Regions from separate parts of the Mus musculus genome. Here region 1 is linked to region 2. The links are chromatin contacts, called in public Hi-C maps. All regions are on one chromosome and are shown on one strand. The core of a region is the stretch at or near the end of the contact, and the rest is flanking DNA. Distances in the headings are between cores, read along the strand shown.

Evidence for each region. Hi-C and Micro-C count contacts between places; a contact is called where the count stands out from the background.
Region 1: a Hi-C map of female germline stem cells shows a contact between it and region 2, with 3 times the contacts expected there. The contact joins the promoter of Ttc1 here to the enhancer-like site in region 2. A contact is called at or near these places in 1 of 39 promoter capture datasets (macrophages), 16 of 484 Hi-C or Micro-C datasets (CD8 T cells, Th2 cells, cortical neurons and 12 more), 4 of 115 datasets of contacts at active chromatin or transcription factors (CD8 T cells, the SCID.adh cell line and embryonic stem cells) and 4 of 9 other capture datasets (adipose tissue, embryonic stem cells, liver and 1 more).

Annotation. Positions count from the first base shown.
Region 1 is chr11:43,742,796-43,749,571 of GRCm38.p6, reverse strand. It overlaps Ttc1 (tetratricopeptide repeat domain 1), which reads left to right and starts at 1,564. Exons shown (of 8, transcript NM_133795.2): 1 at 1,564-1,650; 2 at 4,125-4,487. The coding sequence starts at 4,158.
Region 2 is chr11:43,698,655-43,705,440 of GRCm38.p6, reverse strand. Pwwp2a (PWWP domain containing 2A) reads right to left here. Exons shown (of 2, transcript NM_027557.1): 2 at 1-907. Among named protein-coding and RNA genes, the nearest start is that of Gm34963, 20 kb to the right of the region's middle. Within about 2 kb of position 1,665, at least 31 of the 459 cell types and tissues checked have an H3K27ac peak or open chromatin away from gene starts, as enhancers often do. A contact at or near this core is called in the SCID.adh cell line, Th2 cells and female germline stem cells, where this site is marked.

The DNA.
Region 1 (6,776 bases), core at 315-2,814, 44 kb before region 2:
TGTGGATGAGAAGACAACATTCAGGGGCTAGTTCTCTCCTTCTACCACATGTTCCTGGAGATCAGACTCTGGTCAGCAAGCTTGCTGGCAAGTGCCTTATTGTCACACTAAGTCATCTCTCATCTCCCTAGCCCCTCACAATCTCACAACCTTATTTGTCAGAAAATTACGAGTCAGAAATATGGCTCATGCTTCACTGGGTATGAGTATGTCTTGTTTTGTTTTGTTTTTCGAGACAGGGTTTCTCTGTTTAGCCCTGGCTGTCCTGGAACTCACTTTGTAGACCAGTCTGGCCTCGAACTCAGAAATCCCCCTGCCTCTGCCTCCCAAGTGCTGGGATTAAAGGCGTGCGCCACCACAGCCCAGCGGTATGGGTATGTCTTATGTTTCATTTCAGTGTTAAATCTTTTTTTTTTTTAATAATTCTGTATAGCTCCGGCTGTCCTCGAACTCACTCTTTAGACAAGGCTGGCCTCAACTCAGAAATCTGCCTGCCTCTGCCTCCCATGTGCTGGGATTAAAGGCAAGTGACACCACTGCCTAGCTTCTGTGTTAATTCTTAAAGTATCTACATTTAAAAACAAATAAATCAAAGGAACAGTATTTCTGTCTATGAAATTTTGTATAACTCTATGGAATTTTTTTAACTTTACTGTTATCTAATTAACTCTTCTGGTGTGCATGAGTGTTTGTTTACATGTATGCCTGTTTACCATGTGTGTGCCTGGTGGCCATGAAGTTCAGAAGAGGATCTTAAATGCCCTGGAACTGGAGTTAAAGTTGTGGTAAGCTGCTATGTGAGTACTGGGGATTGAACCCTGGTCCTCTGAAAGTGCAGTCATTGCTCTCAATTGCTAAGTCATGCTTCCTAGCCCCTTGTGGGAATTCATGACTGAGCCTAGGAGAGACTTAACCAGTCTTGATGAAAGGCTACTTTCCTTTCCGATGTCTTTTTAATTTTCTCCATCTTTGCTATCCTGTCACAAGAAGAATGGCATTGTTTCAATTTTTTGCAAATCTCTGATTTAATACAGGACAGGTGAAGGCCTGGAGGTCTAGCTCACAAATAGACGGACTTGCCTAACAGCTAGAATAATTCACCCCTTTTTGTATTCCTTCTGTTGCACTATATCAGAAGACAACCTCTGGAAAGCGCTGTACAGTCATGAGAAAATGAGTGGAAAAAGTGTGTAATATTTACTGTTTTGAAAACTGTTACTCTCCTAACAGAGCTCTTGAAAGGCACTTTGGAAACTACTGGAAAGAAATGTTTATTTAGGGACGAAGGATGTTTTCGGGTTCTTATGCACATTCCTAACATGAGGGACGCCAGAATAAAGACGTTTTTAAAGCCACAAGTAGTCGCGTTTGAAAAATTACTTTGTGCTAATTGGCAGGATTTGACATAACTCAAGATGACAGCTGAGGCTCATAGTACTGAGCCGTACAGTGACGTCACACAGCTACTTCCGCTCACTCTCTTCGAGTTGGCCACTACATTTCCCAGAATGCTTTGCCAGCAATGGCGCCATTGGCCAGCGCGGCCGGAAGTGCACCTGACTCAGGAGGAAGTAGAAGGACTCGGAGGCAGGAGCGGTGGAGAGAGGAGCTGGGAGGTTGTGAAGCCCATCGTGGGTCTCGCGGCGTTCGGTGAGGACTGTGGCCTGGGACAGGCGCGGGGTCGCGCGGGGAGGGGCTTTTCTAACCTTGACTCATAGCCGGGAGGGACGCGACACTCGAGTAAAAGCGAAGCCTGCGAGTCCTGACCCTCCCTTTTAACTTTTCCTTTTAACAGGCTAGGACGAATTCGGACTTTAACGCGACACTGGGTCATTGGCGTGGTTTTGCTGCGACCAGAGGGGTGGCAGGCACCGCAGAGGTTCTGACTCAGCTTCTAGAGCAGCAGTGGTTAATAGGATGAACGTAAAATCATCAGAGTCACTTTAAAAAAACAGAGATGCTCTGACCTGACTGCAGACCAATATTGTCAGGATCTGGGCAGCAGGGTTGCGCAGCGAGAGTTGAGAACCGGCTCTTCCAAGGCTGAGTTCTGAGTCCCTGGAGGATGCCTGTGAAAACATCTGCGCAAAGGCTCCCCTTCCAGAATTAGCTACCTAAGCTATACCGCTTGCATTTGCTTACGATGATAAGCACGATTTGGGCACAGATGCCATCTTGGGCTCCATAAGAAACTTATTCTTCGGCTCCCGGTGGCGATAGTGTCCCATTCGGACTTCATTGTTTCCTGTTGACAACTTGGTCATTTATTCTGAACAAAGATTAGAACTCTTTCTTTCTTTCTTTCTTTCTTTCTTTCTTTTTTTTTCCCCTGCAGCTGTTTTGGATTCTGTCTAATTTGTGCCATCCAGCAAGCTGCCGGACGTGGAAAAGTCACATTAAAATCAGTCTTTTCATTTAGGGTATGGATCGAGGGTGTGGTTCAGTTGTTTAAATGGCTTACATGTACCACAAAGTCTGAGATTCGGTCTCCAACACCAGTGGGAAGTGGGGATGTTAGTCTTGGTATAAGTCTGATACCATATTTGATCAGCAAGACTATCAGTTAAAATGATAATTGGCATTGAGTGTGAGTTTATTATACTCTAGTTTGGGGCTGGGGAGGGGCCTAATACAGGGTCTCATAGCCCAGGCTAGCCTCACATTTGCTGTGTAACCAAGGATGGCCTTGAACTTCTGATCTTTCTAACTACATCTCCCCAATGATGAGACTGCAGGAATGGGCCACCACAATTGGTGATATCCTGTTTTTAAAATGACTTCCTTGGACAGGCATGATCCATACTCCTTTAATCCAGCAATGGGGAGACAGAGGAGGGTGGATCTCTGAGATCAAGGCCAGCCTGATGAACAAAACAAGTTCCAGAACAGCCAGGGTCACACAGAGAAACCCTGTCTCAAAAAACAAAAACAAACAAACAAAAAAAAACAAGCCGGGCATGGTGGTGCACTCCTTTAATCTCAGCACTCAGGAGGCAGAGGCAGGCAGATTTCTGAGTTCGAGGCCAGCCTGGTCTACAAAGTGAGTTCCAGGATAGCCAGGGCTACACAGAGAAACCCTGTCTAGAAAACAAAACAAAACAAAAAAACCAATAATACTTATAAAACAAATAAATAAAAATAATGACTCCCCAGTCAAAGAAAGTCAAGCTGTGTTTGGCGGGGTTATATGTAGAAGTTTGTTTAGGTGTGAAAGACAGAAGGGTTTTTTTTTTCCATATTTTTTTTATTGGGTATTTATTTCATTTATTTCCAATGCTATCCCAAAAGTCCTCCACACGCTCCCCCACCCACTCCCCTACCCACCCACTCCCACTTCTTAGCCCTGGCGTTCCCCTGTACTGAGGCATATAAAGTTTGCACGACCAATGGGGCTCTCTTTCCACTGATGGCCGCCTAGGCCATCTTCTGATTCATATGCAGCTGGAGACAAGAGCTCCAGGGTACTGGTTAGTTCATATTGTTGTACCACCTATAGGATTGCAGATCCCTTCAGCTCCTTGAGTACTTTCTCTAGCTCCTCCATTGGGGGCCCTGTGATCCATCCAATAGCTGACTGTGAGCATCCACTTCTGTGTTTGCCAGGCCCTGGCATAGTCTCACAAGAGAGCCATATCTGGGTCCTTTCAGCAAAATCTTGCTAGTGTATGCAATGGTGTCAGCGTTTGGAAGCTGATTATGAGATGGATCCCCGGATATGGCAGTTTCTAGATGGTCCATCTTTTCGTCTCAGTTCCAAACTTTGTCTCTGTAACTCCTTCCATGGGTGTTTTGTTCCCAATTCTAAGAAGGGGCAAAGTGTCCACACTTTGGTCTTCGTTCTTCTTGAGTTTCATGCGTTTAGCAAATTGTATCTTATATCTTGGGTATTCTAAATTTCGGGGCTAATATCCGACAGAAGGGATTTAAGACTGTATACAGCCGGGCACTAGTGGCTCACACCTTTAATCCCAGCACTTGGGAGGCAGAGGCCAGCCTGGTCTACAGAGTGAGTTCCAGGACAGGTAGGGCTACACAGAGAAACCCTGTTTTGAAAAAAACAAAAAACAAAAAAGACTGCATATATACGAAGATAACTAAAAAACATTATTTTTCTTTTTTTCCAGACATTTAGCCGTACCTCCCTCCCTGAACTCAGCATGGAGGAAAAGTCAGAAGACTGTAAGGTCCCAGAAGATCTGTTCAATGGTCTGAAAGTCGCAGATCCTCAAGAAGGAGAGTCTGCCAGCCCCATGGTTTCTGATCCCAAGGGTCAGCACTGCCAGAGCAAGCTGCCGAAGGCTGCTGAAGCCCATCCACAGGACGACCATGTTGAAGAGGAATGTTTTCATGACTGTAGTGCCTCGTTTGAGGAGGAACAGCCAGGGGCGCACGTGGCAGGGAGCAAAGCCAGCGATGATTCTAGTTCTGAACTGGATGAAGAATACCTAATTGAACTGGAAAAAAACATGCCAGAAGAAGAGAAACAGGTAAATGGTTGTGGATAATGTGCCTGCTAAGTCACCTGTGATGGTGGTGGTGCTGTTTGGGGGGGATATGGTCTCTCGGCGTCCTCTTGACTGGACTGAAACAATACATAGAATGACCCTGTAGCAGTCCTCTTGCCTCTGCCTCCCAAATGCTAGGGTTACAGGCCTCAGCCACCATGCCTACCTAGCTTAAAACCCATCTAAATTTTAATTCATTGCTTTGTATATATTTTAGGTCAGGATATATGATTGTTTGTATATGCTTGGCCCAGGGAGTGGCACTGTTGGGAGGTGTGGCCTTATTGAAGCGGTGCAGCCTTGTGTATGTGGGCTGTAATATCCTTGTCTTAACTACCTGGGAGCCGGTCTTTCACTAGCAGCCTTCAGATGAAGATGTAGAACTCTCAGCTCTGCCTGCACTGTGCCTGCCTGGATGCTGCCATTCTCCCACCTTAATGATAATGGACTGAACCTCTGAACCTGTAAGCCAGCCTCAATTAAATGTCCTTTATAAGACTTGGTCATGGTGTCTGTTCACAGCAGTAACACCCTATCTAAGACAGGGTATGACCACGTAGCCCAAGCTAGCTCCCAGTCTTCCTACCTTCACTTCCCTAGTGCTGTGATATGGGCACACAAAACCAAAACCTGATCATTCAGTTTAACAAAGCAATTGCTGGCTTTTTCCTGTGTATTTAGAATTCTGTCTTCTACCTTAAGGATCTACAACGTGCTTATAATACGTATGTGCACACATACCTGTAGCTTCTAGGGTTTTTGTGGCATAACCAAATCCAAGTCCTCACAAATGCAGGCCAGGTGCTCTGCTGCTAAACTTCATCTTCATCACCACCTTCTGCTTTGTTTTTTAAATGATCCCTCCTAAGGTAAGTTGCTGAATTTCTGTAACAAACCTCGTGTAAACTTACTTAGCACTATTTTATGGATTGTGCTTTTTAATCCTAAATACCTTGGTGGCATTGTGACTACAGAGCACCGTTAAGTGTCAAGGAACACATTGTGAAGCATAGTAGCTATTTGTTGGAAACCTACAGTGTACCAGCTACTAAAGCTAAGATGTTTTTTAAGTTAATGTGTGAGTGGTTAGGACTAAGACCATGCACCTAATAGATGGTAAAACTGGTTTTCCAACTCAGGTCTCCTGATAGTCAAGTTCATGAGCTACCTTATCAGAACTGTCTCAGCAAATGAAAGCAAATATTGTTTACCCTTCAGAAACATACCTCTAGAAAGTCAGTGTAGGGTTGTTCAGTTTATAGCATCCATGTCAAACGTTTAGTAGCCAAGCCGGTCCATTAGTTCCAGCACTCAGGAGATAGAGGCTGGCAGATTGAAGTTCAAAGCTAGACTGGTCTGCAAAGTGAGATCCAGCACAGCCAGGACTACCCAGAGAAACCTTGTCTCAAAATACAAAACAAATCAAAACAGAAAGTCAGTAGGCAGACTTACTTTTAGGGGGGTATGTGCCTGTAAACTCAGGAACTTACCCGTGCTAAGCCAGTGCTCTACCACCGAGTTACCCCAGCCCTCCGTTAGCTGCTATTTACTTTCTGCTAGTATTATAAGGAATTTTTGTGAAATTATCATTAACCAACAAAATAGAAGAAATGTTCTCATTGGTTATTTCAGATTATTAGGAACAGGGGAGTATCATACCTGATTTTATGGCGATTATGACACTGGAAAAAAAAATCCAACAATGAGCCAAAAAAGTGAAAATTTTCAGCCTTAATCTAATAACTTTAAGATGTAAATGAGAATATGTCTGTAGTCAGATGTGCTTGTCCTTGCATGTAATCACAATATAAGGAGGCTGAGGCAGTAAAATTGCTTTGAGTTACAAACTTGAGGACAGCCTGGGCAGCACCCTTTCTTAAAACAAAAACTAGAACTTTAGACCAGGAGAGATGTCTCAGCATGAAAAGGCACTTACTGCCAAGCCTGATGACTTGAGTCCCACATGATGTCCTTTGACCTTCACATGCCCCTGCCAGTCATTTAGCTGTATCCTCTTGGCCAGCCCTTCTCAAGCTGTGGTGACCTCTCGGAAAGGGTGTGTCTGCTTTTACTTTTGGTGCTGGCGGTTAGATTGCAGAGCCTAGAGTGTGCGAGGCAAATGTGCTAGTGCTGGCATGCTGTACCGGGAAATGAGTTATTGTTGTACTTACACAAATGGTTGTCCGGCACACAGCAGATGCCATAAAGAGTGGCATCAGTTCACACCTACCTTTTCGCATCCTTACCAACATTCAGCTACTTTGTTTGATC
Region 2 (6,786 bases), core at 416-2,915:
AGGCGCCAGCTTGCCACTCCGAATTTTCTCCAGTCCCGTCTTCAGAGAAGAGTCATTTTCTTCGTTCCTGTACCTTTGTGGTTTTAACCGCACTCGGGGTGGGAGAGAACCTGAGCTGGGACTCTGATACCGACGTGTGAAGTGGACTTTCGCATGGGCGGTTTTGGAAGTGGAGGTTTCACTTTGCTTCTTCTGTGCCTTTTCTTTGGCAATTTTCAATACTTCCCGAGCTTTTGCGTGATCCATGTTCTTGCTTTGGAGCACTTTCTTGGTATTTAACTGAGCTTTTGATGTATTTGCCTGAGCAGAAACCTTGACTACTCTGCCCCTGCTGTGAGCGATACTGGAAACCCTCACCACAGTGTTCCTTCTCTGGCTTTCGTTTTGGTTTTTCCCATCCACTTTATGGTCAGTTTTCAGTTTTTTGTTCACAGTAGCTACACTGTCATTTCTCCGTTTTTTATCTTCATACCTAGAAGAGTCACTGCTACCTTTCCTAATTTCCTTCTTTTCAGCAACAACACTGTTTTTACACTTATCACACAGGACTTGCCTGGGCCGTAGCTTAATCGCATTCATTATTGAAGTGGGTTCTTCCCTGTACATTTTTCGTTTGGGTCGCTTAATTTTCCGAGGCGGCGGCTGAGGTATTGATTGGTTATATGTGTCCCTGATAAACAAGGGGGGAGGGTAAGGTGCTCCTTCATGGAAGAGAGGAGGTGGCTTGGAAGCCCACAGGCGCTCAGGAGGAGGGACTGGAGAGAGGTCATCGGGAACAGCACCGTTCACTTCCTGCTTGACTTCTATCCCTTCTTGGAATGTGGTACTTTGGAGCTGCATGGCGTCCGGTTTGTCCTTATATTCCCTTTTGGGAAATACTGTCACAGGGATCCCATGGGGCCCAAACCTTTGAAGGAAATGGAAGAACAAAAGAAAGCTAGTGAGTTGATATCTGTAACTCAACTTCTTAAACGTAAACAACTTCATACGCATCTATACACGAATCTAAAATAAACTACTGCTGTCTCCAAAGTAACAAAATTCTCCACTTCTTTTGATTCTACATTTAGAGAGAAACTAGAAATAACCGAAATAAATGGTTACTCTAGGCAATACCAGAGTGGCTTTATTTAAAATGGATCTGTTATCAGACAGATTAATATGAGATGCCATGTGGTATTAAACTCACTGAACCATGCACATTTTCCAGTAAATGCACCCATATATTAGACGTCATCATTTTCCTCTGGTCATACATAATACCTCTCAAAAGCTTAATACCAGCCAGGGTGGTAGCACCTGTTGGTAATCTCTGCACTCAAGGCTAAGGCAGGAACACCTGAAGTTCCAGGTCAGTTTAAACAGCACAGAATCAGATGCTCAAAGTATTTCCAATGCTGACAAGGCAGAGCTGCGTGGTTTCAAAGTTTGTTTTGTATTACTTTGTATATACTGGTGTTTTGGCTCTATGAATATCATCTATATATACCATGAGTACAGTGCCTTCAGAAGCCAGAAAAGAATCCCCCACACTGGAGTTACAGATTATTATTATTATTGTGATCTGCTGTGTTGGTACTGGTGACTGAACCCAGGTCCAGAAGAGCAGTTTGTGCTCCTAACTGATGACTCATCCCTTCAGTGTCCCTGAGTTTCACTTTTTAAAACCACAAACTACATTCAGAAATTATTTCAGTTGGGCAGACTGGCGAGAATCTGCAGTGGCAGTACCCAGGAGGGTGTGACAAAGGATTGAGTTTAAAGCCAACTTGTACAACACAGCCAAGGTCTCTTGTCTCAAAGAGAGAAAGCAAAGGAAAGAATAAAAGACAAGCAGTATTTTCAAGTGTAATCCAATTTCAAACCAGTTGTATAGCCAGTATGCATGTATAAATAGATCCCAGTATGCATGTATAAATAGATCCCAGTATGCATGTATAAATAGATCCCAGCTTCAGTAGGAAGGAGAATGAGCAGAAAATAAGAACTGTTTCTCAGACAAACCTGGAAATGTAACTGGATCAATGTAACTTGGTTGAAATAAAGAAACTTTCAGTTAAATTTGCTGTTTTTATTGCATTTTCATAAAAACAAAACCATATTCCAAGTATCTCAGTGTATGTCAGGATGCAAATTTTAAAAAACACTGAGACAACAACATCTAGCACAAGACAATGTTAATGCCAGTTTTATAAGGCAAAGTTACAGAGAACCAATGATAGCAGCAGACTATCAGGTCATGAGGAACCCTGTAAATTAGAAGAAAATGTTTTCTATATGTCAGTTTTTGAAAATAACAAGTGTTTGGGTTTTTTGCTCATTTGTTTCTGTGTTTTATGTTCTTGTCCTCTTAAATGTTCTCCAGAAGGTTCAGAATAACTTTTTAAAAATAAATCTTTAGCCAGTTGTGGTGGCTCATGCCTTTAATCTTAGTAATCAGGAGGCAGAGACAGGAGGATCTTTGTGAGTTCAAGGCTAGCCTGATCTATGTATCAAGTTCTAGGACAGCCAAGACTATTGAGAAAGATTCTATATCAAAAACAAAAAAACACCAGGCGTGGTGGTGCACGCCTTTGATCTCAGAACTTGGGAGGCAGAGGCAGGCGGATTTCTGAGTTCGAGGCCAGCCTGGACTACAAAGTGAGTTCCAGGACAGCCAGGGCTATACAGAGAAACCCTGTCTCAAAAAAAAAAAAAAAAACCAAAACAAAACAAACAAAGAAACAAACAAAAAAAAACAACCAAACAAAAAGGATAGGATCCTCTCATTATCCTCGCTAAAAATTAATAAATCTTTAGGCTGGAGAATTTAAGGCATAATAATCTGAATGATTTTGCTTACTTTTTGAAATTATGTTCACTACGTATTCTAAGCTAGCTTAGAAACTGCTATGTAGTATAGTACCAGGCTGGCCTCAAACTCAAATCCTCCTGCCTCTGCCTCACAAATCCTGGGATGACAGGCATGCCCCACCACGCCCAGTGATCTACAGTGAAGTTCTCAGAGCTCTTACCAAGTGTAAATTTTAGTTTTGCTGTATAAAATAAAAGGTTAGCTCCTAGCTCATGGATTCAGGTAATCCTCAACACAATCATCAACAAATATTAGGCACACATTTTCCTTCATTGAAATAGTTTTAACTTTACTTACATCTAGATTGAATTTTTAAAATGTTTATGTTTGTTTTCACTGGAGGGTGGAGGCAATGCACATCGCATGTTGGTGTCTGGGTAGGACGGGTGTCAGATACCCTGGAGCTGGAGCAGTGGAAGTTTTAAGCAACCTAACGTGGGCTTTAAGGAACCAAACTCGGGTCCTCTGGAACAGCAATAAGTACTTTTTTTTTTTTTTCGAGACAGGGTTTCTCTGTGTAGCCCTGGCTGTCCTGGAACTCACTTTCTAGACCAGGCTGGCCTCAAACTCAGAAATCCACCTGCCTCTGCCTTCCGAGTGCTGGGATTAAAGGCGTGAACCACCACGCCCGGCTAGCAGTAAGTACTCTTAAATCACTAAAACATCTCCCTGACCCCAAAAATATTTAAATAATTACAAAATCACCCCCAAGGAACCAGAAAAATAAATCACTTTAACAAAAGCAGGATCACACATTCTCACGCATTTCAATCATCATGTTGCCGCCTAACATGGACAGTGAGACACTAGCTATGAAACTAGTTTCAACGGTTACACTATGATTAAATCAAAACCCATGTATAAAAGCCAGTCAGAGTAATACTCATAACTGCAGTCTGTTTCCTGTACGTATAGATTACCAGATATGAGTATTTCTTCTTGGGAGGGGAAGCAGGATGATTAGGAATTCAAGGTCAGTCTCAAGATACCGGAGACCCACTTCCCTGCACATATAACATATAATATAAACATATTTTTAACTAAACCTAAGTTTGAAAGCCATTAACCTAAGATACCAAAAGGTTAGCTAGCAAGCAGCACTAAGCTAGGCAGTGGCATACACTTTTAGTCCCAGCAGGATCAAGGCTGAGGCCGGCCTGGAACACACAGTGAGATCCTGTGTTGATAAGCAAAGGATCGGTCGGGTATCTGAACTTTCCGTAAGCACGGTTGCTTAGGTTTTTCTAAAGCAGACATTTATCCTACATCAATGCCCAACAAGGAGCAACCTCAGCAGAGGGAAAGGAGCAAGGGTGCAAATGAAAGGTGGAATGGAATCTCTTGCATGAGCTTCTTCTCCATGTGTGGCACAGCACTTAGACATTGGTGACCAATTCTAACCCATCCCATCTTTAGTCCCTAATTACCACAGAAAGATTCTGAGGAGCACAGCTGAGTGGCTGAGTGTGTGCTAGGCCCAAGGGATTCAGTATTCTCTTCTACTCAAACAAACAAAAATTTCTGCCAGACATGATGGTATATGGTGGGCTGAGATAGAAGAATCTAGATTCCAAGACCTCTTAGGCTATATTGCAAGTTTCTATCCACTCTACCACTACCACCACCACCACACACAAACCTACACACACACACACACACACACTCACACACACACGTTATGGCTTGCTGCTTGCCTGGGCATGCCTAGCATAGATCCCCAGCACCACACAAAATAATTAATAAAAATAAAAATAATTTGTAAGGGAAAAGTAGATAAAGATCCAAGATATCTCTGTACTGACTTTGCACTTCCTGTGGCTACAATTATTTTCAAATTGTTTTCAAAACTGACTCTTTTGAACAAGTAGCAGGTACCAAAGTTAAAGGAGGAAATGAAGATTGGTGTTTAACACCTTTTTTGGTCAGGACTAGAGACATCAGTGAAGAAGCACAGTCTAGGAGTTTGGGATGTAGCTCAGTTGTTAAAGGGCTTCTGTGGCATGATCAAAGCCCTGGGGTCAAGTCCCAGCAATGCAAATGCTGGGCATGGCGAAATGTACCTGGCTTACATTAGTAAGCCTAGCATCCTTGGCAAGTGAAGGCAGGAGGGTCCAAAGTTCATAACAAACAAATACCTATCACTTCTGGGAGTAATGACGGTGTCAAAGCTCTATGAGCTGTGAATGGCAGCGCAGCAATTACCCCAGACTAGGTCAAGCAGAAGCAGGAAGATCTGTGGTCTGAGTGGGCTACATAGTAAGACCCTGTTCCAAAATCCAAAAACAGGAAATGGTTTATTTCATTCTAAGTTTTGGATCCCATTTAAGATTACTCATGACTCTGCTCACACTTTCTAGTACTGCTAATCAATCCTTTACTTACAGTCTTATTCCTCCCTGGAATAAGCTCAGAAACACCAAAATTACTTTTCCGGAAAATACTTGAAACCTAACTGGAATGTTTACCAACAACTATCTATTTTAAGACAGGTATATTTCTGGATTTACTTTTGTAATTTTGAGTTAAGGCTGAGTATTGTGCCCCAGATTTACCTGGAACTCACCATGTAGCACAAGCTGGCTTTTAACACATGGGACTTCTCAGTGTTGAATTACAGGCATATGTCACAACTGGTTCCTCTTGTATTTCTAATGCTTACCTCTGATTCCAAGAGTTCAGTTTATTCCTTTTAATGATGGCAGTGTTGATTTGTATGAACTTACCAGCACCCTCAATCAACTCATTTCTGACCTCAACTTAATTATTTTCCCTCTGCTTAGAGCACTTCAGCAGAGTACAACGAATTCTCCTTTGCTCCCCTCCAATTCTTTTTGCCAAGAAGTAAATGTAGGAAGGGATTCTTTTAAAAGTTATTCACAAAAATACAAAAATGCAAAGGTATTATAATCTATAGGCAAGCAAAGGAGTTGGAAGAAGCTAATCGCAGAGAAAAGTTAAAGAGAGTTGAAAAAGTCCAAGTACTCTGGATGTAGCAAACTACCCTTTCAGCAAAGAGCTCAATGGAAGGCAAAAATGAAGTCCCTCCTACAACAGGAAAAAAAAAGTCTAACCATTTAGAAAATAATATCCAGATTTATTTTATTTCAAGCAGATGTGTTCAGATCCTACCTCTTCAGTAAACTAAAACTGCAGAACCATGAAGACCTGAGGTCACTCTCTAGCTCCACAGCAAACTCTGGGTGTGATGGTATGTGTATAATCCAAACTCAGGAGGAAACAGCTACATCCCTGGAGCTAGTCGACCTGCTAGCCTAGCCTAATCAGCGGGTCTTGGGTCCAGTGAAACCCTGTCCCAAAAGACAAGGAAAAAAGAAAAAAATAATAAAGACAAGGTCAACAGCTCCCGAGAGTAACATCTGAGGGTGACCTCTGGCCCCAACAAATATGCTCCTTCACACACACACACACACACACACACATAAAGCAGTCTTAAAAATCAGTGACAGACTAGGTTATAAAGACAGGAAACTGTGAAGCAAGCTTGTTTTGCTTCAAAGTTCTTTGTTAAATTTTGGTTAGGTCAATATTTAATCAGGACAAGTGAAACTAATTCATTAGTACCTAAATGCAATAGAAAATTTTACCAACAAAATTATATTCATTCCCTTTAAAACAGAATTACCAGTTAGATATAGAAGCGCATGCCTGAATCCTAGGACTTAGGAAGCTACATGAAGCCTGTCTCAGAAAAACGAAAGCACAACATCATAATTCATGTCACTTCACTACACCGTGTGGGCCTCAAGGAGGTACTCAAGTCCACTTCTAGGATTTCGTAAGTACAGCAGCCTCACATACCTAGCTGACTTTCCAGTTTCAGTGGCCCATATAATATTTTTGTTACAGTATATTGTCCTAGTTATGATAAATCTTTACTTTCGTTCTCAAATGTAAAACTTTATGTTAATATA